6 separate regions of the Mus musculus genome follow, and regions 1, 2, 4, 5 and 6 are each linked to region 3. A link is a contact called in public ChIA-PET, HiChIP or PLAC-seq and promoter capture Hi-C data. All regions are on one chromosome and are shown on one strand. The core of a region is the stretch at or near the end of the contact, and the rest is flanking DNA. Distances in the headings are between cores, read along the strand shown.

The links. Promoter capture Hi-C pulls out the DNA fragments that hold promoters and counts their contacts. ChIA-PET counts read pairs in DNA pulled down with a chosen protein or histone mark. HiChIP or PLAC-seq counts read pairs in DNA pulled down with a chosen protein or histone mark.
Region 1: a contact with region 3 is called in an H3K4me3 HiChIP or PLAC-seq map of bone marrow-derived macrophages, with 5 times the contacts expected there. The contact joins the promoter of Nfatc3 here to the promoter of Gfod2 in region 3. A contact is called at or near these places in 11 of 39 promoter capture datasets (the 3T3-L1 cell line, the C10 cell line, the HPC-7 cell line and 5 more), 2 of 484 Hi-C or Micro-C datasets (bone marrow-derived macrophages and muscle stem cells), 9 of 115 datasets of contacts at active chromatin or transcription factors (astrocytes, bone marrow-derived macrophages, double positive thymocytes and 3 more) and 2 of 9 other capture datasets (adipose tissue and liver).
Region 2: a contact with region 3 is called in an RNA polymerase II ChIA-PET map of effector CD8 T cells, with 9 read pairs. The contact joins the promoter of Zdhhc1 here to the promoter of Gfod2 in region 3. A contact is called at or near these places in 2 of 115 datasets of contacts at active chromatin or transcription factors (effector CD8 T cells and pancreatic cancer cells) and 1 of 9 other capture datasets (adipose tissue).
Region 4: a contact with region 3 is called in an H3K4me3 HiChIP or PLAC-seq map of bone marrow-derived macrophages, with 4 times the contacts expected there. The contact joins the enhancer-like site here to the promoter of Gfod2 in region 3. A contact is called at or near these places in 5 of 39 promoter capture datasets (cranial neural crest, embryonic stem cells and hematopoietic stem and progenitor cells), 1 of 484 Hi-C or Micro-C datasets (bone marrow-derived macrophages), 4 of 115 datasets of contacts at active chromatin or transcription factors (the SCID.adh cell line, bone marrow-derived macrophages, embryonic stem cells and 1 more) and 4 of 9 other capture datasets (adipose tissue, liver, macrophages and 1 more).
Region 5: a promoter capture Hi-C map of pre-B cells shows a contact between it and region 3, with 2.6 times the contacts expected there. The contact joins the promoter of Tmem208 here to the promoter of Gfod2 in region 3. A contact is called at or near these places in 2 of 39 promoter capture datasets (liver and pre-B cells), 1 of 115 datasets of contacts at active chromatin or transcription factors (pancreatic cancer cells) and 1 of 9 other capture datasets (liver).
Region 6: a promoter capture Hi-C map of pre-B cells shows a contact between it and region 3, with 4 times the contacts expected there. The contact joins the promoter of Pla2g15 here to the promoter of Gfod2 in region 3. A contact is called at or near these places in 5 of 39 promoter capture datasets (the C10 cell line, embryonic stem cells, hippocampal neurons and 2 more), 1 of 484 Hi-C or Micro-C datasets (uterus), 2 of 115 datasets of contacts at active chromatin or transcription factors (bone marrow-derived macrophages and effector CD8 T cells) and 1 of 9 other capture datasets (macrophages).

What each region holds. Positions count from the first base shown.
Region 1 is chr8:106,057,551-106,061,123 of GRCm38.p6, forward strand. Nfatc3 (nuclear factor of activated T cells, cytoplasmic, calcineurin dependent 3) reads left to right here and starts at 2,040. Exons shown (of 10, transcript NM_010901.3): 1 at 2,040-2,443. The coding sequence starts at 2,341.
Region 2 is chr8:105,495,731-105,499,285 of GRCm38.p6, forward strand. It overlaps Zdhhc1 (zinc finger, DHHC domain containing 1), which reads right to left and starts at 1,332. Exons shown (of 14, transcript NM_175160.5): 1 at 1,080-1,332.
Region 3 is chr8:105,756,827-105,760,890 of GRCm38.p6, forward strand. It overlaps Gfod2 (glucose-fructose oxidoreductase domain containing 2), which reads right to left and starts at 1,781. Exons shown (of 3, transcript NM_027469.5): 1 at 1,628-1,781.
Region 4 is chr8:106,038,538-106,042,262 of GRCm38.p6, forward strand. Dus2 (dihydrouridine synthase 2) reads left to right here. Exons shown (of 16, transcript NM_025518.4): 8 at 3,287-3,352; 9 at 3,489-3,559. Among named protein-coding and RNA genes, the nearest start is that of Nfatc3, 19 kb to the right of the region's middle. Within about 2 kb of position 1,289, at least 18 of the 459 cell types and tissues checked have an H3K27ac peak or open chromatin away from gene starts, as enhancers often do. A contact at or near this core is called in bone marrow-derived macrophages, where this site is marked.
Region 5 is chr8:105,324,279-105,328,137 of GRCm38.p6, forward strand. Tmem208 (transmembrane protein 208) reads left to right here and starts at 2,099. Exons shown (of 6, transcript NM_025486.3): 1 at 2,099-2,196; 2 at 2,773-2,868. The coding sequence starts at 2,191. It overlaps Lrrc29 (leucine rich repeat containing 29), which reads right to left and starts at 1,990. Exons shown (of 7, transcript NM_001368408.1): 1 at 1,949-1,990. The coding sequence starts at 1,972.
Region 6 is chr8:106,148,307-106,152,360 of GRCm38.p6, forward strand. It overlaps Pla2g15 (phospholipase A2, group XV), which reads left to right and starts at 2,048. Exons shown (of 6, transcript NM_133792.3): 1 at 2,048-2,307. The coding sequence starts at 2,181.

The DNA.
Region 1 (3,573 bases), core at 790-3,289, 300 kb after region 3:
CGGGACCGTGGGAACTAGTTGGTAAGCCTATAGTCTGTCTCGGCTGCAGGTGGGATGTAGCCTTTGGTCTCCTAGTTTCCAATTCAAGCTTTCTAAGTTAGCCCATCTGAAGACAGGATAGCTTGTTGTGAAGTTTTTTTTTTTTTTTTTTTACCCACTTAATAGGTTAAGTCCTTCACTTTTTGTTTTAAGGAAGGATCTCCTGTCCCTAAGCTGTCCTCACACTCACTATGTAAGATGATGATGGGGGCCCGAGCATGGTGGCACACGCCTTTAATCCCAGCACTCGGGAGGCAGAGGCAGGTGGATTTCTGAGTTCGAGGCCAGCCTGGTCTACAGAATGAGTTCCAGGACAGCCTGGACTACACAGAGAAACTCTGTTTCAGGAAAAAAAAAGAAGAAGAAGAAGGAGGAGGAGGAGGAGATGATGAGCTCCTGATCTTGGCCTCTGCCATGTGAGTGCTGGCACTCCAGCCATGTGCCATTAAGTCTGACTGCCTCCTCTTCCTGCTGATCTGAATGCCCTTAGCCAAGTGTTCTATAGAGAAGTGACTATTATAGTCTCCAGCTTAGCATCACCCAGTGACCATGCCCACTCATACAGCATCACCTTTGGTTTCTGATCATTGGTCCTTCCATGGAACAAGCTTTGCTCGTCTTTTGCTTGGATCTCCAGTTTCTACTACTCCTGTAGCGTGTGGGTGGGTGTTCAATGTCCTCAGAGCTCCTATCACAGCTCTAATCTCTTTGCACAGTAATTATATATTTGCTATTCCTCTCTCTCTCAACCCTGATGGGAGACTATCTCTGTATCTCTGTGTCCCTCATAAGTACTGGTAAAGCCCTGAGCAGGAATAAACCAGTCCAAGATGAATGGCTCACGAGCTCAGAACATTCCTTGCTCTTCTGACCCTAGGCTTAGCCGGGGTCCCCCTGAGGCTCACTTAGTAGCCCAGGAATCACTGAGATGCAGAGATCTTTGCAAGGAGCTTGTGCTTGCTCCATTCTCCCAGGGGCTTTTGTGAGTAGTATCAGACTTGCTGTCGTGGAGGAGGTGGTCACTGGCTTCTCCCAACTCCTTCTCTTAATCATGCGCTAAGTAAACAAGACTGAGTCCCCAGACTCCAAGGGATGGTGTCTTGGGCCATCTCATGTCTCACCGGGGAAGGCAGACTCTTTGAGGTGAAACCAAGATTGAAAGCCGGTTCTTTTTGACAGCGTCACTTCCTATATGTGGGCTTTCCTTGCTCGGGTGTCACAATGCCTTAGTCTCACGGTTATGTACTAAGATGCAGAGGCCAAGAAGGGTACTTTTCTCTGTGTCTGCTCAACTTCCGTCAAGGACCAGACCTGGTCCCTCTGATTTAGGTGAGGCCTAGCTAGAATGCATGGCATCCTCTCCGGGCCGGCTTGAGGGGACAAAGGCACAGCCACTGAGACGGGGCCCCACCCCAGAAGGGTGGCTCTGAATCGACTCCAGACTTGTCTCGCAAGGTTTTCTTCGGCTCCACCCTAACCTACCCAAAAGTTCGAACCAATCCCTGGCCCTCTCCAAGTTACGCCATCGAAGTTGGTATGGAGGGATGCGGGGGATGAGTGGTAACTTTTGAGGTGGTCTAACGAACGTATCCACTCTAAACTCAGCTATAAGTGAAAAGTACCTCTGTGGGGCCAAATATCCGGACACCTATAACCCTGGCGCTCTGCTACCCACTTCCTCGACATGAGCTCCGCCCGATGAGGGGGAAAAAGATAGTCTCCAATTGGCCTACGTGGGTTCCCAATCTAATTAGACAGCGCTATTGGCCCTACCCTGGTCTTGGTTTAGAAACTGCGGAAGAAAGAGAGTTTTAACTACAACTTCCGAGAGGGAGCAGGGCTCTGGCGCTTCTTGCTCACGTGACTTCCTCCTCGCAGAGGACTCACGCGATAGGTCGGTGAGGAGGCGGGGCCCGTGGCTGTCAGCGGGGCCAGCGGCCTATGGGCTGCCCCGTCGGGCGGGAGCGCGGCGAGGGGCGGGGCTGGGCGCGCTGCAGGGCGCGGGAGCGCGCCGGCGGCGGTGGCGGCAGTGGCGGCGACTGTGGGGGTGGGGGGCGGGGAGCCTTGGTTGAGGCGACCGTGGCTTTTCTGCACCCTCGACCGGCGGCGGTGACGGCTCCCGGTGCGGCGGGGCGCTCGGCCAGCTTTCTAGGTCGGAACGGAACGCTCGGCCTCGCGGGCCCCGCCCGGAAAGTTTGCAGTGGAGCCGCGACCTCCTGGCCGGCGCGGCCCAGCATGAAGCGGCGCTGAGGAGCCGCCGCGGCCGCCTGAGGAGGAGGCGCTGCACCCCGGGCCACGCCGATGACTACTGCAAACTGTGGCGCCCACGACGAGCTCGACTTCAAACTCGTCTTCGGCGAGGACGGGGCACCAGCGCCGGTGTCCCAGGTCTCGCGGCCTGCAGGTGGGTGCCGGGCCGGCCGGGACTGTGGAGCGTGCCCTCGCCGCGCTCCCGCCAGCTCGCCTTCCCCTCGGTCCCCCTGGTGCGTGCGGGTGGCGAGGAAAGCCCGATTTAATTTGAGGAGGAGAAGGAGGCGTGTGGTTCGGGGCGACGTGGAAGTGTCTTGGCTGCGAGCGAACTAGTAGGGAACTCGACTCCGAGAGGCCAGTGGCCGGCGGACGCCCGGGCTTTGGAGGCAGAGGTTGTTGGGGCCAAAGCCCCAAGAGGTTTCTGGTTGTCGTAGCTGTGCCAGCGTGGTGCAGAGGAAATGTCTCCGAGAAGTGTAAGCGCACTTCGCTGTCTTTAGGCTAGTTGTAAAATTCTTTATTTGAAAGATGCGTGTTTTCAAATTCCACTTTAAAAAAAAATCTACTTTGCTAGAAGAGCGAGTTCGAGTTAGTGTCCACTTGTGTAAATTTATATTCCATCCACGCTTAGTTTCAAGTATACTATAACGGACCTTTCTGAAAACTGGGTTGTTTTGCTTGGGCAAAGTGTTTCTGGAGATTAAAAAACAAAAACAAAAAAACAAGATACGTTGCCTTTTAAAATTACAGTTCTCCTAGAATGTTCTAGAAGGCATTTTTTAATAATTTTAAAAAAAAAAGCTCTTCTCAGAAGATGTTTTAAAAGATAAGTTGGGAAAGCTGGACACCATAATGCTTGCGGGTCAAACCAGTCAGTAAATAGAAACAGGATGATGACTGGGGACTTAACTCTCTCCTGTGACCTGGTTTGGAATAGTGTGGTTCGTTAAGTTCAGCTTCCCTATTACATATGCAAGAGAACTTAGAAAAAGAAGATGGATAAGAGTATTCATGTTTATTCTTTCCAGTATTAAGTGAATTATTTAAATTTTTTCATAGTATTGTGAGGGCTAATACATTGTTTTCTCAGCGTTGCATTGAATCTCTAGGTGGTACAATACCTTTTAGTTCCTTTTCAGCCTTCGTATACTGTTTTCAACGTAATAAATATAAAGTTAAGAGTTGACTGTAGAGCCGGGGCGTGGTGACGCACGCCTTTAATCCCAGCACTCGGGAGGCCGAGGCAGGCGGATTTCAGAGTGAGTTCCAGGACAGCCAGGGCTACAC
Region 2 (3,555 bases), core at 82-2,581, 260 kb before region 3:
ACATCTCCTGGTGATTATCTGTATACAGCTGGTCTCCCACAACCAAAACATCAGCTCCACAAAAGGAGTGACCACCCTCATCTAACCTAGCTCGCCCTTGGTAAAGGAAGTGAAGCCACCCACTTCTTACCAGCTCTGCTACCCTAAGATCACTGAGCCCTTATGCTGTTTCCATAATAACAGCCGTTGCTGCCACTTAGAAGGCACTTATTCTACGCCAGGCGCTGCTTGAAGCGCTTACACAGAAATTCACTTAATTCAATACTCTGAGGTAGCCCTATGATTTCAAACTGTTCCCACAGATCTCTAGTCCTTGGTCTCATATGTGGCCTCCCCCATCCACCCCACCTCCACGATCCCCTGTTACTTTGTCTCATGACACGTGACACGAGAACATGACAACAACACTCCGTATGCACAGATGAGGACCGGGAGAGATTTGTGGGTTCCAGGAGGCTCGGCTACACTCGCTGCACTATGGTAATCTTCAAATGATTTCTGCTCAGCAGACAGAGAGGATAAAGCCCTTTTGAAAATTTGAAACTCATTAAACGCTTCAGGGACTCCCTTCACGTTCTGGGATAAAAGTTGAAAACCCTCACTTTAGGAACTACCCTAGCATTTCCGTCCCATACTATACTAATGCTCTGCTACCTGGACTTTTTTGTTCGCTTTTCCCTCTTTCAGAAACACCCTTCCCCTAGTCGCAATTCCGGCTCCTTCCCAGCCTCCGTGTTTAAGCATCACCTTTAGGGCCCACCCGAACCCTTAATGAGACCTGAAATTACTCTAGTCACGTGTCTGGCGCCTGTTTCCCCAACCCATCACTTAATTCTCTGTGGGTTGCGAAGGCTGAAGGCTCGGAGGCCCGACGCATGGCACATTGCCTGGCGATCGGTGGGCGCTCAGTGCGGATCTATGGCCCTGATTAATGATAAAAGGAAGTCCCGCGCTCCACTGGGTCGGCGAAACCCAGCAGCAGGCCGAGACAGGCCCAGAGTCCCGCCAGGCACCGGCGCAGCGCGGGCCGGTGGCTCAGGCCAAGCTCGGAGGTGAGAAACGCTGCAGCCGCTCCTCACCTGCGCGTGGTGGCAGCCGCGCCAGATGCGGCCTGCCAAGGTCAGCCAGCGGCTCGGCCCCGCCCTGCCCGTCCACCCTCCCCAGGGCGGCCGCACTTCAGACCGTCCGGGCAAAGTCGGTCCCCCGGACACGGAGGAGACGCGTCCCGGAGCGCGGCTCCATCCCGGACGGAGGTTGGGCCTCAGAGTCCTTCCGCCTTAGCAAGGACCCGCTGGCAGTGCAGCCGTGCCAGGCCAAGGCAGGCTGGGCCTTGCCCGGCGCGGGGCCCGTTCCCCTGGCAACAGCGCGAACTACGGCGCCCCACAGCGGCCAAACCGCGCTGCGTCACTTCGCAGGAGCATCGTGGCTCTGGGCGGAGTTTGCCAAGTGCCCCCTGACTCTAAAGCATGCCCACTCTCATTTTCCCCCATAACCTTTCACAGGGAAAATACACTCTCTTCCACCTCCCATCTACAATTTGTCTTCCAAGAATCCTACTCTCCTCAAAACGTGTCATGTATCTAGTTTCTCCTCTAAATCACTCTTGGGAAGACCCCAACTAATCTAGGGTTTTTGCTCATTTTCTTTTATTTTAAATTGTGTGTGAGTGTGTGTACATGTGCGCGCACGTGTGCATGTGTGTATTAGAAACAGGGTCACATGCTGGCCTCAAATTTGCGATTCTCCCACCTTTGCCTCCCAAATTTGCTGGAATTCTAGTAAAGATATGGCTGCTGCACTCTCAAAGTATGTGTTAAGTGCCAGGCACATCATGAGGAGCACTCAGGGATTCCTGCCCTTGAAGGAAATAACAGGTTGAAGGAGACAGACCTAAACAAATGCCTTACCCAACTGAAAATGTGAGCAACTACAATGTAAGGTGTGAAGTATAAGAATTTAGTATTGATAACACAAAATGTCTAATTTTTTTCTTCAAATGTTTTGTTTTTTGTTTTGGGGGGTTTTATTGTTTTTGTTTAGGGGTGTGATGGGGATTGAGACAGAGTAGTAGCCCTGGCTGACCTGAAACTCACTATGTAAACCAGGCTGGCCTCAAACTCACAGATCTGCCTGCCTCAGGCTCCAGAGTGTTAGAATTGAAGCATGTGCCACCACATGCTTTTTTTAAGAAAAGATTTATTTGAGGGGAGCTGAAGAGATGGATCATAGGTTAAGAGTAATGGCTGTTCCTCCAGAGGTCCTGAGTTCAATTCCCAGCAACTGCATAGGGGGTGGGGTGGGGTGTTCATAACCATTTATAATGGGATGTGATTCCCTCTCCTAGTGATATATATATATCACTCATATATATAAAATAAATAAACAAACCTTTAGAAAAAGATTTATTTGTGGGTCAGGGGGAGTCAGAGAGATGGCTCAGCAGTTAAGAGCACTAAGCACTCTTCCAAAGGACCCAGGTTCAAACCCTAGCACATGTATGACAGCTCACAACTGTCTGTAACTCCAAGATCTGACACTCTCACACAGACACACATGCAGGCAAAACACCAATGCACATTTTTTTTTTAAAGATTTATTTATTTATTATATGTAAGTACACTGTAGCTGTCTTCAGACACTCCAGAAGAGGGAGTCAGATCTTGTTACAGATGGTTGTGAGCCACCATGTGGTTGCTGGGATTTGAACTCCTGACCTTCGGAAGAGCAGTCGGGTGCTCTTACCCACTGAGCCATCTCACCAGCCCACCAATGCACATTTTAAAAAATTAAAATAAAAAGACTTGTTTGGGGGCCAGGAATGACAGCTCATGCCTTTGATCCCAGCACTCTGGAGGCAGAAGCAAGAGGATCTCTGTGAGTTTAAGTCCAACCTGGTCTATATAGTGAGTTTCAAGCCACTCAGGGCTATGTAGTTAGATTCTGTCTGGAAAAAGACAATTATTATTATTACTATTTATTATATGTGTTTGTGTCTGTACTCCATGGAGCCAAAGATGTCAGGGCCTGTTGGAGCTGGAATTACAGGTGATTGTGCTGGGTGCTGGGAGCCAAACACAAGTCCTCTACAAAAGAAATACAGGCTGCTGACCACTGAGCCATTGCTCCAGCCCCAAAAGATCTAAATTCTTTATTGCCCTTAAATCAAGCATAATTCCTTTTAGAAGCTCCCATCTTCAAATTCAATATAGGTCTCCTCCACTAGACTCTCTCGTCCCAGATTACTCCAAAGGACTTAGAAACACACACACACACACACACACACACACACACACACACACACACACACCACACTCTCCTGTCAGGATTCCTCTCTGCTACTGCCCCAGGCTACAGAGATTTTCTAGTTAGAACTCTGGGGGCCCCTTCTGGAACTTCTAGGGGACAGAACCTCTCTCTCTCTCTCTCTCCCCTTAGCCTGGCAGCACTCATATTACTCCTAGCACTGGAAGGCAGAGGCAGGGAGATCTCTGTGAGGTTGAAGCCAGCCTGGTCTACATAGTGAGACCCAGGACAGTTTTGAAAGCTCTAAAATGG
Region 3 (4,064 bases), core at 531-3,030:
ATCTACATCAATTAATACAGCGCATGCCTGGCACACACAACGCCCTGGGTTCAATTCCCAATGCTTTATAAAACCAGACATGGTAGTACACTCTCAGCCCGTGGCAGGCAGAGGCAGGAGGGCCAGAAGTTCAAGGTCATCTTTAGCTACACAGCGAGTTTGAAGCCAAATCTCAATAAATAAATTGAATAATTAAAGGATTAGACCCAGACCAATAATTTTATAGGAAAAGTGAGACAACACATAATAAGAGTACATTCCTTACAACAGAATTTTTATCTATAAAATATAGATTCTACCAAAAGAACTGCCTACAAAAATCTCCACTTCTGGGCTCCAAAACATGTTTTCAATTCTAGTCCTAAAGAGTTAATTTTCTCGATTTCTGTAAAATGGGTGTCCTGCAGCTTTTGTGTTCTCTGGTGTAGTTTTTCAGGAGGAAGTGAGTTTCCTATCACAAACAAATCTAGCTTCCCCTACTCAAAGACAATCATCTTCTCTTTACCACTTCATATCATACGGGCTGTTTCTTTCAACTGAATGGTCTTCCATTAAGAAGTCTTTGTGCGCGGGCAGTGGTGGCACACGCCTTTAATCTCAGCACTCAGGAGGCAGAGGCAGGTGGATTTCTGAGTTCGAGGCCAGCCTGGTCTACAGAGTGAGTTCCAGGACAGCCCGGGCTACACAGAGAAACCCTGTCTCGAGGGGGGAAAAAATAAAAAAGTCTTTGTGGCCACAAATCATAAAGTTAGTGCTGCGGCCGGTTTTCATTTCTTTCTCATGTACTCTTTACTTAGCAGGACACTGGGAGCAAGGAACATAAGTGTAAGATAACTTCCTTGCTGTCTATCCAACGCAATTTTATACCTTTACATTTCCGTCCTGTTCTTTAGATTCTGAGGCAGTCCGGAAGGCAAACTGTCCTCATGGCCATTCACCAATGCCCATCTCTCCAGGCATGTCTTTCCTCACCAGGGCTGTAATAAAGCCCTGACAGAAACACCTCATCTCATCTTTTGTTTCCACAAGTCCATCCGTTTGTTTGTTTGTTTGTTTCCTGAGCTACAAAAGCAGGCCATGGCCAACCAGGCACTCAGGCAGGGCTGGCAGGGTAAATCAAATGCTTCTAGGATGTTCCTTTTTCAAGCTTTTACCTGAACACCAGTTTCTTACATACTTTCTGCCTCAAGTGCAATCTCATTTTTCAATAGCTAGTAAGGCGACGAGTCCTTTGTCTGAAGTGTCCACACCTCACAAATCCTCATCCACAAAGCGCCCATCCTCACTCAGGTAATGGGGTGATCTGCTCCGCAATGGGCGGGGTAGCCTAGGGTTTCACATCTTTATGGGGATGGGTTAGGTTCAAGCAAGATCCTTACAGGATCCAAAATTCTGCGTCCGAATGTAGCAGGTCCCATCTCCGAGGTGGAGAAAACGAACCTCGGAGCGACCTCGTACTCAATGCCGTGCACACACTGGCATTTAGCACAGCCCTCCTCCAGCCAGGGCCCCCGCGTATACTCGCTTCCAACCTCCGGAGCCGGGCGGCGGCAGAGGCCGGGCCAGCGCCCGCTCCCGGCCGCGCCATGCCCTCTTTCACCCTCGCCCGCCGCCGGCTGCCTCTCACCTGGCATGCTGGCATTGCCCGCCCAGAGCTGCACGAGAGACCATGGATCCGGAGGGGTTTCCGAGGCCGTCCGCCTGCCCTGAGGGAGGCTAGTGCGGATGCGCGCGCGCCGGAATCCAAAGCACCGATACCGGGAACACGCCGCCTGGTTTCTAAGGAACAGGGGTCTCTGGTACGGAGGGGCGGGGCGGCAGGAGGACAGCGCATGCTCAGTGATGGGAGGTGGACCCGCGGGAGGCGGGGCCGGGATGAAGAGCTGCGCATGCTCGCGCCTTGGGGGTGGTGCTTGGGAAACCTTCAGGGAGCCTATTGCTGTCAAGTTTTCGGTGGTAGATGTGTTGATGGTAGCTGTGCTTCCAGCTTCGGGCGCTCTCAGATTTGCCAACCGGCCTCAAGAATGTAGATAGATGCTTTAGAGTGTTTCCTGGAATGAAGGTCTCGACAACGACCTATGTAGAAGCACAGGTATCTCCAACTGGTCGGATTTCTTTTTTGTTCGTTTTTTTTTTTTTTTTTTTTTAGTTTGTTTGTTTGTTTTTTGTTTTTTTTTCGAGACAGTGTTTCTCTGTATAGCCCTGGCTGTCCTGGAACTCACTTGTAGACCAGGCTAGCCTCGAACTCAGAAATCCGCCTGCCTCTGCCTCTTCCTCTGCCTCCCAAGTGCTGGGATTAAAGGTGTGCGCCACCATGCCGGGCCTGGTCAGATTTCTTGACAGGAAAGATTGGCTTTCGTGTTTGCTCAGGTGTCTGGTCTCTTTCTCTGGGTGTTCTTTAGTTGTTCTTTAAACGTCGTTTCTCTTTTAGGCTGTAATCTGAAGTTCCCCTGACCTCCTTATGGAGCCTGTGTTCTCCCAGGGAAATACATCTTGTAATGAGGTCAGCCTTAGTTTTACAGTGAAGCCGGTTGACTTCAGTGTGAAATTGGCTCTGTAGAATGTGACTGGGTTGGTTTTTTGTTTATGTATGTGTGTGGGAAGACTCTCTTGGTTACTTCTTAGTTGCAAAAAGGGAGGCTCCCAGTCCTCATCCCACAGCAAGCTGGAGAGATAGACTATGCCTGCTGACCTGAGGGGGTTCTGTGACCCTTTATCAGTTGTAGGACTTGCCACCATTACCACTTTGTCTCTACCCCTGGCAACTTCCAGAGTGAAACAAAATCTTAACTTTGAATCCTCTTCTTCAAATGGGCCTTTGTCTCCTGTCCATTGGAGACAAAGGATCAGAGTTAAAAATAAAAAGTGGATGTGCTGGGCTGGAGAGGTGGCTCAGTGGTTAAGAACACTGACTGCTCTTGCAGAAGACCAGGGTTCAGTTCCCAGCAACCACATGGTGGCTCACAGCCATCTGTAATGGGATCTGATACACTCTTCTGGTGTGTCTGAAGACAACAACAATGTACTTGTATAAATAAAAATATCTTTTTTAAAAATTGGATGTACTTTTTTTTATTTCTTGACCATGGTAATTCTTAGATCAAGGTTTTTCAGTAGGGATACTACTGTCATTTGAAGCATGATAGTTTTTTGTTGGCTAGAGCCTTTTGCTATAGGATGCTTAACAGTATCCTTGGCCTCTACCCAGTAGACGTCATTTGCATACAACTCCAGTTGTGTCTACCAAAAGTTACTTATCTGATTTCCCATTTCTTCCTCATTAACTCTTCCTTAAGAATTGTAGCTGGCTGGGCGGTGGTGGGTGGTGGCGCACACCTTTAATCCCAGCACTTGGGAGGCAGCGGCAGGTGAATTTCTGAGTTCGAGGCCAGCCTTGTCTACAGAGTGAGTTCCAGGACAGCCAGGGCTACACAGAGAAACCCTATCAAAAACAAAAAAAAACAAAACCAAACAAAACAAAAATAAAAGCAAACCTTTTCTAAGAACATATCACCTTCAGTAAACCTACCTCCAGTAACTTAGCCACCACCTGCTTCCTTTTTCTTTTTGTAACATTTTTTATTTTATTTTATTTTATTTTTTTTTTTTTTGAGACAGAGTTTCTCTGTGTAGCCTTGGCTGTCTTGGCACTCACTTTGTAGCCCAGGCTGGCCTCAAACTCAGAAATCTGCCTGCCTCTGCCTCCCAAGTACTGGGATTAAAGGCGTGTGCCACCACTGACCAGCTTTTCTTGTAACATTATTAACCATCATAGTTGTTCTAATCAAAGCTTGTTTATTCACCAATTACCCATATTGTGCCAACATTTTTCTCCTGAGTACTTCTAACCCTCATTTTTCCCTGTGGGCTACGAGTCACACCCTAGTTAGCACCTTTATCTTTGTAGTCTTACCTCATGGTTGACATCAGCATAATTTACTGTATCCATTTTCTGCACAAAGCCCTGGTTTTGAGGATTCAGGAGACCCAGTCATACAAGACTCATGGAAGTACTTGTGGCCCTGTTTGCTTAACACTACTTATTCGTGCTATCATCCCCTAGT
Region 4 (3,725 bases), core at 39-2,538, 280 kb after region 3:
ACAGTTCAGTAACAGCCTAGGCTTTAGAGCCTGCAGTCAGAGGCCCTGTGTAGAACGGAGGGGACAACTGTGGATCTCAGAATGGTTTCCACACTCCATGCCTAGCTGGAGTGAGAGTTTTTCTGATGGATCCTCATGGGCCTGGCAGTGTCCCCCTTCCTTAAAGTACTAAGTGATGTCTCACAAGAGGCTCCAGTTCACGTGTACACACAGGCGGTTTCCCTCTCTTCCATCACCTGACTAAGTAGGCCAGTGATGTTGCCCCTGCCCCACGTAAAGAACACATTTGGTAAGAGGCAGCAGGAATGCACGCCGTCTCAGAAGCTTGCTTCATTCTGCTACGGTCACGTGTGCCAGCTTGGCCTAGTGAGTGCTCTTTACTTCATGAAAGAGAGGCTTCAGGCTTCCACCAAGTTAGATGTGACTTAGGCATGTCGGGCAGGGTTCATTTCACGTCCACACTGTACTGGCAAGCTGGGAACTGGCTGAGAGCTTTGTGGGTACTCTGAAAGTTTTCTCAAGATAAGGTTGCTCACGTGGGGTCAGGAAAAAACTATGGAAATACATAGTGATAGTGGCTTAACTATACTGTGAAGGTAACTGGATTACTTACACTTAAAAGTGTTTCACAGGACTTTAATCCCAAATGTAGGGAGTAGGGCAGAAGCAGGTGGATCCCTGAGTTCGAGGCCGGCCTGGTCTACAGAGCGAGTTCCAGGACAGCCAGCGCTACACAGAGAAACCCTGTCTTGAAATAAACTGAAGAAAAAAAAAAGGTAGCAGATACTTATAATGTTAATCAGTACTGAAGAGGCTGAAGCAGGAGGGTTTTGAGTTTGAGGCATCCTGCACTGTGTAACAGAGTCCAAGACAGTCTGGGGTACACAGTGAAACCCATCTCTAGAACCAAGAAGTTAAGGGTGGGACAGAGCTAATAATGGCAAATTTCCTTCCTTCCTTCCTTCCTTCCTTCCTTCCTTCCTTCCTTCTTTCCTTTTTTTTTTTTTTGAGAGAGAGAGAGAGAGAGAAAGAGAGAGAGAGAGAGAGAGAGAATCTTATGTATTTTAGGCTAGCCAGTAGATCTGGTGAGACAAGCCTGCTCATGGTTGGATATTCTGTTCCTCACTAGATGTGAATTTCATCCCTAGTCCTAGTCCTTCCCCTCCTCTGGCAGGGACATGTGACATGATTTAGCTCTGGGTGGTGGCGTGTCCACACTGCTAAGACAGCCTCAGGTTGCCTGTTCTTCCCTCATGTGGTCCTAGCAAGTGACCGGGTCTTTCACTTCCCTAATCTCCTTCCTGGTTGTGAATGTGAATGTGAACAGGAATGCCTAGAAAGTACCTAGAGCTACTTAGAATGAATCAAAAGGGAGCCCTCTAAGGCTGAGAACTGTATCAAACCACTTGGTATTTTCGTCATTGCATTTCAAAGGTTCAAAGTTAGCACTCGCCAGGGAACCTTCTAGATATGTTGCTGTGAACCAGAGTTATTAAACTAATGTGGAATTGATTGATTGATTGATTGATTGATTGATTGATGTGTTTTGCGATAAGGTCTCACGTACTCTGGGCTCCTTATGATTCAAGAATGACCTTGGACTCCTGCTCCTCCTGCCTTTACCTCCCAAGTGCTGAGGCATGTGCCAGCATGCCTAGCTGGAGTGAGAGTTTTTCTGATGGATCCTCATGGGCCTGGCAGTGTCCCCCTTCCTTAAAGTACAAATTTAAGGCTTGCCAGGATGACTCTGGGCAATCAGGTCTAGTCTGCTGTGTGAGGCAGCACCTGGAGAGTGTTCCTGCCCGCCTGGCCAGCAGGGAGGGTCTTGGTGGTGAACTGTTGGCCTTTCAACAGTTTCATATCCTTAGCTCTCAGATAAGGCCTGTTTTACTGTAACCGGCTCTCCGCTGCCCTCATCTGTCTAGAATTCAGGTAAATGCAAGTCCTCCTGCCTGCCTGGTAGCTGTTGCCTAGGAGGCACCTTTTGCAGGGTAGGAGTCCAGTGTTTGAGATCACCTTCCTCACACTCGTGCCTGACCTGAGATTTTTGATGTAGGAAGAAGATAGCAATGCCATAGACATTCAGGCCGGGTTGTCTCTCTCTTGGTCTCTGATTCTCACGTTGCCATGTCATGCTGCCTCCTTGACTATTTTCCCGTGTTAACGTCTTGATCTTTCTTTGCAACCTTTCCTAATTGTTATATAAGAAGCATTTAAAAACATGTTAAAAGTGTCATATTTTCCTTTTCCAGTTTATATATTTGTTTGTTTGTTTGTTTGTTTTTTGGTTTTTCGAGACAGGGTTTCTCTGTACAGCCCTGGCTGTCTTGGAACTCACTTTGTAGACCAGGTTGGCCTCGAACTCAGAAATCCTCCTGCCTCTGCCTCCTGAGTGCTGGGATTAAAGGCATGCGCCACCACGCCCGGCTTCCAGTTTATATATTTGTATATATGACTTTTCAAAATAGGAGGATTCATGAGGACAGAGCCTAGGCTCCTAAAGACCTTCCTTTCCCATTCTGGTTCTTGGGCTGCCACCCAGGGACTATTCCTTTTACTCAGAAAGGAAGCTGCCAGTTGCTGGGCAGTGGTGGCACATGCCTTTGACCCCAGAGAGAGATGAATCTTAGAATTCAAGGCTAGACTGGTCTACAGAGTGAGTTCTAGGACAGTCAGGGCTACACGGAGAAACCCTATCTTTAAAAAAAAAGAAAGAAAGAAAGAAAGAAAGAAAGAAAGAAAGAAAGAAAGAAAGAAAAGAAAAGAAGAGAAAAGGAAAAAAAAGAGAGCTGTTAGTCATGTGTTCATAAACAGGACTAGGCCCCAGGATTATGTTGAGTGTATTAGGCAATGATTTTGAAAATACAGGTTTCTAAGCTCTGTCCCTAGAGAACCATTCAGGAACTAATGTGATGGCTCTAAGAGTCTGTTATTTAAGCTTTCCAGGTAATTCTGATGTTTTTCCTGGCAAAGAATCACTGTGTTCCACACAGAACTGCATGCAGGCTCATTCACTCACTCACTCACACTCACACACACACACACACACACACACACACACCAGGCAAGGACTTGCTAGTGTTGAAATTTTAGCCCCCCAGAACAGAGGTTGACTCCTTGTCTCGTGGAAATTACATGTAAATCATAAGACAGGTAATAGCAAGTGCTGTTCCTCTCCGGTGTGCATGGGTCTTGTAGGTGTACACAGGTCTTGTGTAGGTGTGTTAACTATTGCGGGCAGTGTGGTTTGCTCCAGACAGATGTTCCTGTCTGCTCTTCTTTGCAGATCCTCAGCACTCTTGTTAAAGGGACACACAGACCTGTGACCTGTAAAATCCGAATCCTGCCCTCGGTAAGACTGTGACATTTGAAGGTCTGTACGTTAGGCTGTATGGGGTCCGGTGGTGGAACTGAGCCGACTTTAGGAGTCAGCAGCTCTTTCCTTGGGTCCTTAATGACCACCTTGTGCTGGCATCTTTCTCACCCAGCTGGAAGATACCCTGAACTTGGTGAAGCGGATAGAGAGGACTGGCATTTCAGCCATTGCAGTTCATGGGAGGTGAGTGACTGACTGGCAGGGAGATTCCTCACCATCACTCAACAGACCCTTCGAGACCAACAGCTTCTCTGTGTATTTAGCCTAGGTCTCTGATAGCCTGTGAATCCAGAGAACATTTAAATTCTGCATGGGTTTGCATTTGTTCATTCATTGAGAACTTTCTGAT
Region 5 (3,859 bases), core at 849-3,348, 430 kb before region 3:
AGAATACTCAACAATTTAATAGCTTTACGTTGTCCTATTAACCAAGCATTAGTCTAGTACAATTGTCTTTGGGGTCCTCTACTCAAATAGTTATCAACCTTAATGTCATTAAGTGGTTTTTGCCCTCAGTCCAATTTTACCCTTTAATGCCGACTGCTCTCCCAATCTGAGGTCCCTAGTGACACTTGGACTTTAATGCCAACTGCACTCTCAATCTGAGGTCCCTAGTGACATTTGGGCTCATGTTCTTCTATTCTCTACTCACAAAGCTGACGGTTTAGACAAGGCTAACCCAGACTTCCCCGATCCCAGCTCTACTGGAGAAAGTTACCCAAGAGAGTAACCATTAGAGGCATGTGACTTCTCTCAGCTTCCGTGTCTGAAGTATATGAAGATGTGAAGGCATTTTAAAACCACCTAGATCAGTTCTTCAGGGACTGGATGGCTGTTAGCAGCATTTCTACCTTTGCAACATCACCATATTAATAGCTCCAAATTTTATCCAATGGAGCTAGATTCCTTTTACAGTTTCCTTCTATGTTCAGCCTTGCTAATCCATATATAGTCCAGTTTCAGTGCCCCTCGTGAAAAACCTGGGTTCACCACTAATCTCACAGTCCAGACCTCCATGCCTGGTTGGGCCTGCTGCTCCCAGAACACCCCCAGCCCATCCTCACTACCAACACAGCATCTCTTTTCCCGTATGTGGGGCTCTTTCTGCAAAGTCCTTCTACAGTGACTTCACTAGCCCCGCTGTGTTTTCTCCTTTCTTCTCAGATGCTAAGTACATACGCAGTACTCACCCAGTATTTACTGGACTAAAGATAGTCCTTTGCCTCTACTTTCACCAAAGGTTTGCTCAGGGAAGGGGTGGGGGATAAAGGAGATTACTATTCAGAGGAAAATGACTAGGACCAGAGAGGAGAGACATGAGGAAGAGTATGGATGGGACTGGGATGACTAAGCCCCCATCCCTAGGGGGCTAAGAGGGAAGACTGGACTAAGAGAGTGGCTGACCTATCTTCTGAATGATCAACCCTGGGAGCCATGCTAAAGGACAACATGTCTTAATGGAAAGGATCATACATAATTCATTATCCTGAGAAATGCCTTTCTAGCACTAGAGGAGTAGAGATAGGGGTGGAGTGGTCATCCCATGAGAGCACCCCAAAAGATTACTACTACTGGTAACCCATGGGGTTTACAGGGATGAATAGATACCTTCTGGGGCCAAAAGGGAATAGGATGTCACGACTCAAGGGAAAAGGCCTGACTTCCTAGGGCAACGAGAGGGGGTTGCCAACCCTCAGGGCAAAATGGATAGAGAAGCCATTTCAAAAAAGGTGCAAGACACAAAGCCTGCATCTGTATCTCCTTGCCCCTGGCTAAAGGAACAAACACCCCATGGGGTTGAATAATACAGGGGCAGCCATCACTAGGGGTCTAGAATGAGGAGCAGGCTTGTCTTACATTAAGGACATTGGGTATGGTCCCCAGAACTAGGGGGCGGGAGCAGTCTATTTCCAACTGCGAGGACGGTGGGGGAGGGGTGGAGGAAATGGAACGACCATTCCAAGGGGCCAATGGGGATAAAATTGATTACCCTTCAGGGACGGTGGAGCGGACATCTTCTAGAACTGAGGGGGAGGGAACGGCCATCTCAAGGGAAAGGGATGGGCAGTGAGTCCGTCCTCATTGAGGTGACAGAGCAGCCATCTTCTGGGGCCAATGGGTAAAGAGGGAATGGTATCCCAACCGAAGGGGTCGAAGTGGCCCCAAAGAGGACCGTTACCCAGAGTTTTCAGGTCGTGGGATCCGCCGGGCGGCTCGTTTCCGCCTGGCGGGAGGTGCCGGGCGAGCTGTCAGATAGCCTTTCCCCAAAGCTCGGGACCCCGAAGGCGGGGCCTGTCCCCGACCAAGGCCTGAAGGACCGCTCGCTTCCTCTCACCTCCAGAGGCAGCGAGTCCGCCATCGCAGTTCTGCCGTCTCCGCCCCCACGCAAGGTTTTCTGGGAAGTGTAGTCCCACCGACTCAGGGGGCGGGGCTTCGGAAGGAAATGAAATCCACTTCCGCCCAGGAGCGAACGATTGCGCTCTTTACCGGAAGTGCATGTGCTGCCGATGTGGTGTCTACTGACTGCAGTTCCAGTTACTCGCCCTTGTTTCAGTGGCTGGGTGTCTGCTGCGCACCATGGCGGTAAGGGACAAGGCGTGGTCTGCACCGGCAAAGCTTTCCCGATGTTGGGAAAGTAAAAACAGAAGGGCTCGAAGGCATAAGGCACTGGGCCAGAGAGGGGCGCCACCCAATGGACTGTGCTAGACCGAACGGGATGCGGGGAGAGTGGCCGTGCAGGACTACACCAGGACTAGTGTTGGAGGCTAGGGCGGGCGCGGGCGAGGGTAGTTGCCAGTTCCAGATCTAAACCACTACCCCAGAGGGACGCCATTAAGTTCCGCTGGAGTTTTCCCGGAGAGGATCTCAACCCAAAGCTGAACCTTACGAGGAAAGCCAAAGAAGATACTAACGTAATTTGAATTGTTTTGGGGTGAGCATTAGGCGATCATAACTGGGGGTACAGTAAAGTCGGTGTCCTAACTATATTAGGAAGATGGACTAGAGGAGTGGTCGGTATCTCAGGGATTGCTAGGGTTGACAAAGCACGCTAAGGACTTGGCTGCGGGGTAGATAAAGCTGCAGGTAACCAGGCTGGTACAGGGAGTGAGGAGGACTGAGGCAAAACAGCTCTGACAGCATCTCACCAACCCTCCGCAGCCCAAAGGAAAAGTGGGTACCAGAGGGAAGAAACAGATATTTGAAGAGAACAAAGAAACTCTCAAGTTTTACCTTCGGATCATACTGGGAGCCAACGTAAGTTGCTTGCCTTGTGCTTTCTCTGCCCTCTCATTCCTATCTGATTAGGAGCGCTGGCAAATGACAGCCAAGGCTCCAAAAGAGAACGTTGTAAAGAAATGAAGCCAGGCAGACACCAGCCTGTAATCCCTGCACCAGGGAGGCTCAGGCAGAAAGATGGGCGGTTTGAAGTTAGCTTTGAGTAACAAAGAAATCCTATCTCAAAAAAAAAAATTAAAAATAAAAATAAAAAGGGGTGATGGGGTTAATAAGTGAAGCTGGCCATAGTGGCATATAACTGTATTTCTAGCTATTTGGAAGACTGAGGTCAGAGTGTTGAGTGGTAACCAGAGCCCCACAGAAAGACTGAAGTCTCATTCGAGAGAGTGAGAGCAGGTGTAGCGCCGTGGTGGAGCCCTTGGCTAGGCTCTGCCAGCATCGCCAGCAAACACTGCCCTCCTCCCCCCAAAGTATCCAGGGACTGAGTGGTCAGAGCACTTGTCGCTCTTACAGAGGACCTCGGTTCCACTCCAGGGGCACCACATGGTAGCTCGAAACCTTCTCATTGAGTGGATCCAATGCCCTCTTGTGACCTCTATGGTACCAGGCACAGCGTCAGGCACATGGTGCACATAGATACATTGCAGGCAAAAACACTCATACATGTAAAATGTATTTTAATTTTAAACCATTTAAAAAAAAAAAGTAGCCAGGCACAGAAGAAATATGAACTAGACATAGAAGCAAAACATGAAGAAATGAAGGGGAAACAAAGCAAAACAACAATAAATAAATAAAAAGTCCCAGCTGAGATTTGTTATACTGAGGCCATACCAAGCTTATACATGTTATACTAAGGCTACTCTTCCTGGACAGATATGAGTCTAAGCGCTATCTGACTCAGAAAGCAGAGGTCTTCCACCACCAGGTTTCTTCCTCCTAGTCTGGCCCAGTTCTCGGTCAGAGTTGAGGAAAGCCCATAATTTGCGGGGTGGGGGGCTGGCCTTCA
Region 6 (4,054 bases), core at 798-3,297, 390 kb after region 3:
GGTGGTGCATCAGTAAATCCCAGTTGAAAGAGTTGAAAGCAGTGCCACTCTTCTGAAGTCTGTGGTCTTCTGGGACTGTGGTCATCTGAGGATGATAGTTTAGCCAAGATGTTCATACTGGCCAATGCCCAAGGTTGTCCAAGCCTTCTAGCACCTCCCCACCCCCTCTTGGCTCTGGACTTCTGACTGTTCCTAGTCTTGGCAGAGTGTCTCGATGACTCTGTACTGGCCTTCACCAGACCAGTCTGTAGCAACCTCTTACAGATGCAAGAGATTAAAGTAGGAGGCAGTGGGGCCTAATGTATTGGTTAGTGGGCTTTAAAATGCCCTGTTCTCTGGGGCTAGAGAGATGGCTCTGTAGTTATGAGCACTTGTTGCTCTTCCAGAGGCCTACAGTTTGATTCCCAGTACCTATATGGTGCCTCACAACTGTCTGTAACTCTATTACATTAGACTGAAGTCCTCTTTCTGACTTCTGCAGGCACCAGGCATGTATGTGATACACATACATGTAGGCAGAAATACTCATACATCTAAATAAAACAAATAGATCGTTTAAAAACAAAACAAAACAAAACTTTCTAAGCTGTGAGGTGATGGCACACACCTTTAATGCCAGCTCTAGGGAGGCAGAGGCAGGGGGATCTCTGTAAGGTTGGGGCCCAGCTTGGTGAGTACCAGGATACCCAGAACGGCCGAGAGAAATCCTCCTGTCTCAAAAAACCAAAATACAATTTAATAAATAAATAACTTCCTATTTTGCTATAAAAACTAGAATTGTTGGCATTAACGTGGGGTCAGCTGTTTACCAAGAAGAGGGAAGGAAGAGGTGGGGGGTGGAGCAGAAGTCTTGGGACCAAGCAGTGTCCCAGAAGCACAGTTGGCCTTCAGAAGGAAGTATGTAGAGGGTTATTTCTCAGAAGCACTGGTCAGTTCACCCCCAGAGTGTTGGCATATTACTGGGTGTTGAGCCTTTTGCCTACTACCGTCTGGGCCCCAGCTCCTCGCTCCAGTCAGTCTTATGCCCTTCCTGAGTCCTCAGGCTTGCGCGGACAGGGGCTAAAGTGCCAACATGAGCTCTCGAGCCCTGTTCTTTGCAGGGGAATCCTACAGAGAAATGGTTCAGACTTTCAGATCCAAACCACTCCCAACTCTATTCGTGTGCTGCACTTACAGAGTGACAGACCGTTTGAAACAGGCTGATCTCTGGGCCGTAGTGCCGCAAGCCTTTAATCCCAGCACTTGGGAGGCAGAGGCAGGCGGATTTCTGAGTTCAAGGCCAGCCTGGTCTACAAAGTGAGTTCCAGGACAGCCAGGACTGCACAGAGAAACCCTGTCTCGAAAAACAAAACAGAAAGAAAGAAAGAAAGAAAGAAAGAAAGAAAGAAAGAAAGAAAGGAAGGAAGGAAGGAAGGAAGGAAGGAAGGAAGAAAGAAAGAAAGAAAGAAAGAAAGAAAGAAAGAAAGAAAGAAAGAAAGAAAGAAAGAAAGAAAGAAAGAAAGAAAGAAAGAAAGAGAGAAAAAGAAAGAAAAAAGAAAAGAAAGAAAGGCTGTTTTAGCTTCTTCTCCCAGACCTGCTTCTTGGGTTCTAACATGCATTTCTACCGGCAAGGCAGACAGTAAAAGTTTTCTGGACGTGGGCGGCCAAACCTAGATGCCCCTGGGGATGCCAGTGTAAAGGCCGTATAAAGGTCCTGGACAGCTGCTGGTCACCCGAGTTCCAAAACACTAACTTCCTCTTTTTTTGTTTAGAGACCATTCACCCATAGCAAATGAAGGGCATGTTTTTGGTCCTTGTGCTGTGGGAAGGCTAGGAATTAGGAATGAGAACTACTTGAGTGGACTTTGAGAATTGTTCTGTGTTGGGTTCACGGTGAGGTGAGATGGGGCTGTGTAGGAGCAGGGCGACAGCTGGGATGATAAGCGGCTCCCATCGGTTGGTCGATCGATGCGTTCGGCGCGCAGCAAAGTCCCGGAGGTGGGCATGGGCGGGTGGTGAGCTCCGGTGGGAGGGACGCTCGTGGCGGAGAGTTGCAATTGGTAGAGCCTTAGCAAGAGGCGGGTCTTAATTGACTGGTATCTGCGAGCGGTGGGGTTAACTAGCTGAGCTGCGGCCCGGGCCTAGGCACGATCCCTAATCTCTAAAGCAGCCCCTTGGACCTGCGACCACAGTCTCACGCCATGGATCGCCATCTCTGCACCTGTCGCGAGACCCAGCTCCGGAGTGGCCTCCTGTTACCTCTGTTTCTACTAATGATGCTGGCAGACCTGACGCTCCCGGCCCAACGTCACCCCCCGGTGGTGCTGGGTGAGACTCGTGTTCAGGGTGGTGGTGGGTGGATCCTGCAGGATCCAGTGCAGCCAGGGTCTGGTGGGCCAACTGCTCTGTTGTGCATCTGCTTTAAGCACGAAACCCAGAGCATTTGGTTTCTAACCTGGGTCAGTTCGGTTAGCCCACCTCCCGCCATACCGGGCATGGGTGTGGTCTGGAGCCCTCTGAAACGTGAGAGTAAAGGGAATAGATAATGTCTGGCTTTCCACTCCACCTAACTGCAACAGCTCCAAACCTTGCCTCGCCATGCCCCCATTTCTTAGCTGGAAAGACTGAGGCAATTCAACCCTACTTCAGCGGGTTCCTAGGCAGTCTCAGAATCGGTCATTACCTCCTACCCTCTCTATTTCACAGGGAATGAGTGGTAGCAAGTTCTATCCACGCTGGCCCCCAAAAGCATTTCTCTGCTCTCAGCTTATGGAATGGATGGTATTGACTTTCGAGGAGATGGCCTAAGGGAAACAGGGTGGCTAAGGGAAGGGAGGAGAGAGGAATGGGGTTGGGACAACAGTCTTGAACTGGCGTTGAGGGAGTCCGGGAGTCTGAGAGCATGCCTCCACTCTCCGCTTCCAGACCTAATTACTCTAGGCTGTACTGAGGCCAGGTGACATTCCCTGCCCACTTGCTCTTCTGTCTTAGACTTGGCAGCGGAACAGAAATAACAATGTTTCTATGTGGTAATAGGCCAGGCTAAAATCTCTAGGAGTCTTAGATGCCCCATTCAGCCAATGGAAGTCGTTTTGAACTGGTGTTTCGCTGGCCAGGACTCCTGAGAACAGAGACATGCTGAAACGTACGCTATATATATGTTTATGTATGTATATGTGTGTGTGTGTGTATATATATATATATTTTCTTTCTGCTGGAGCATAAATTCCTGTGCTCTTTCTTCCCTTTTTTCTTTTTGTCTTGTCTTAGACAGGGTTTTTCTGTGTAACCCTGGCTGTCCTGGAACGCACTCTGTAGACCAGGCTGGCCTTGAACTCAGATACCCACCTGCCTCTCCCTCCCAAGTACTAAGATCAAGGGTGTATGCCACCATGCCTAGCTGAGAAACCCTCTCTTGAAAAGCAATGTCATTCTAGGTCAGCGAAGGGGATGGGGGATTCTGAGCCTAGGTTCCCTTTGAGATTTGTATACAGCTGGACCTGCCTCTCTCAAGCTTCCTGGATGGTAGTAATAGTGCCTCTCAGAGAGGTCATCCTGAGAGGTGAGAGAGAGAGGTGTGGGAGCGCTGGGGAAGCCTTCCTGGAATATGCAGGAAGTAAGGTGGCTTGGAAGATTGCTCCAGGCTGGTCAGCATGGAACTGGGGGAAGGCAGGAGATATGGGTGGTGTAGAACTTGTGACTTGGTCATCTGGACTTTAACCCTGAGGACCAGTGTGAAGAAGTCACGTGTGAATGTAAGAAGATCTAAGAATAAGGCCCATGACATTGAGATGTGTGTATTCTCTGACCACATACGCGTTTCCTACTTGAGGCAGAGTCTTTGTAGCCTTGTCTTCTTGCTGTAGATCAGGCTGGTCTTGAACTCACAGAGATCTGTCTGCTTCTCCCTCCCTAGCACTAGGATTAAAGGAGTGCACCATCACACCTGGCTTATTTGCAGCATAGTATCGCTTGGACAGATGGGCACTAACTGCCAATTAATCTATGCAGACTTTGGTTATCCTAAATCATAGCTGAGAAGCCTTAGACTCTGAAAGAATCTGAGCTCCTGTAT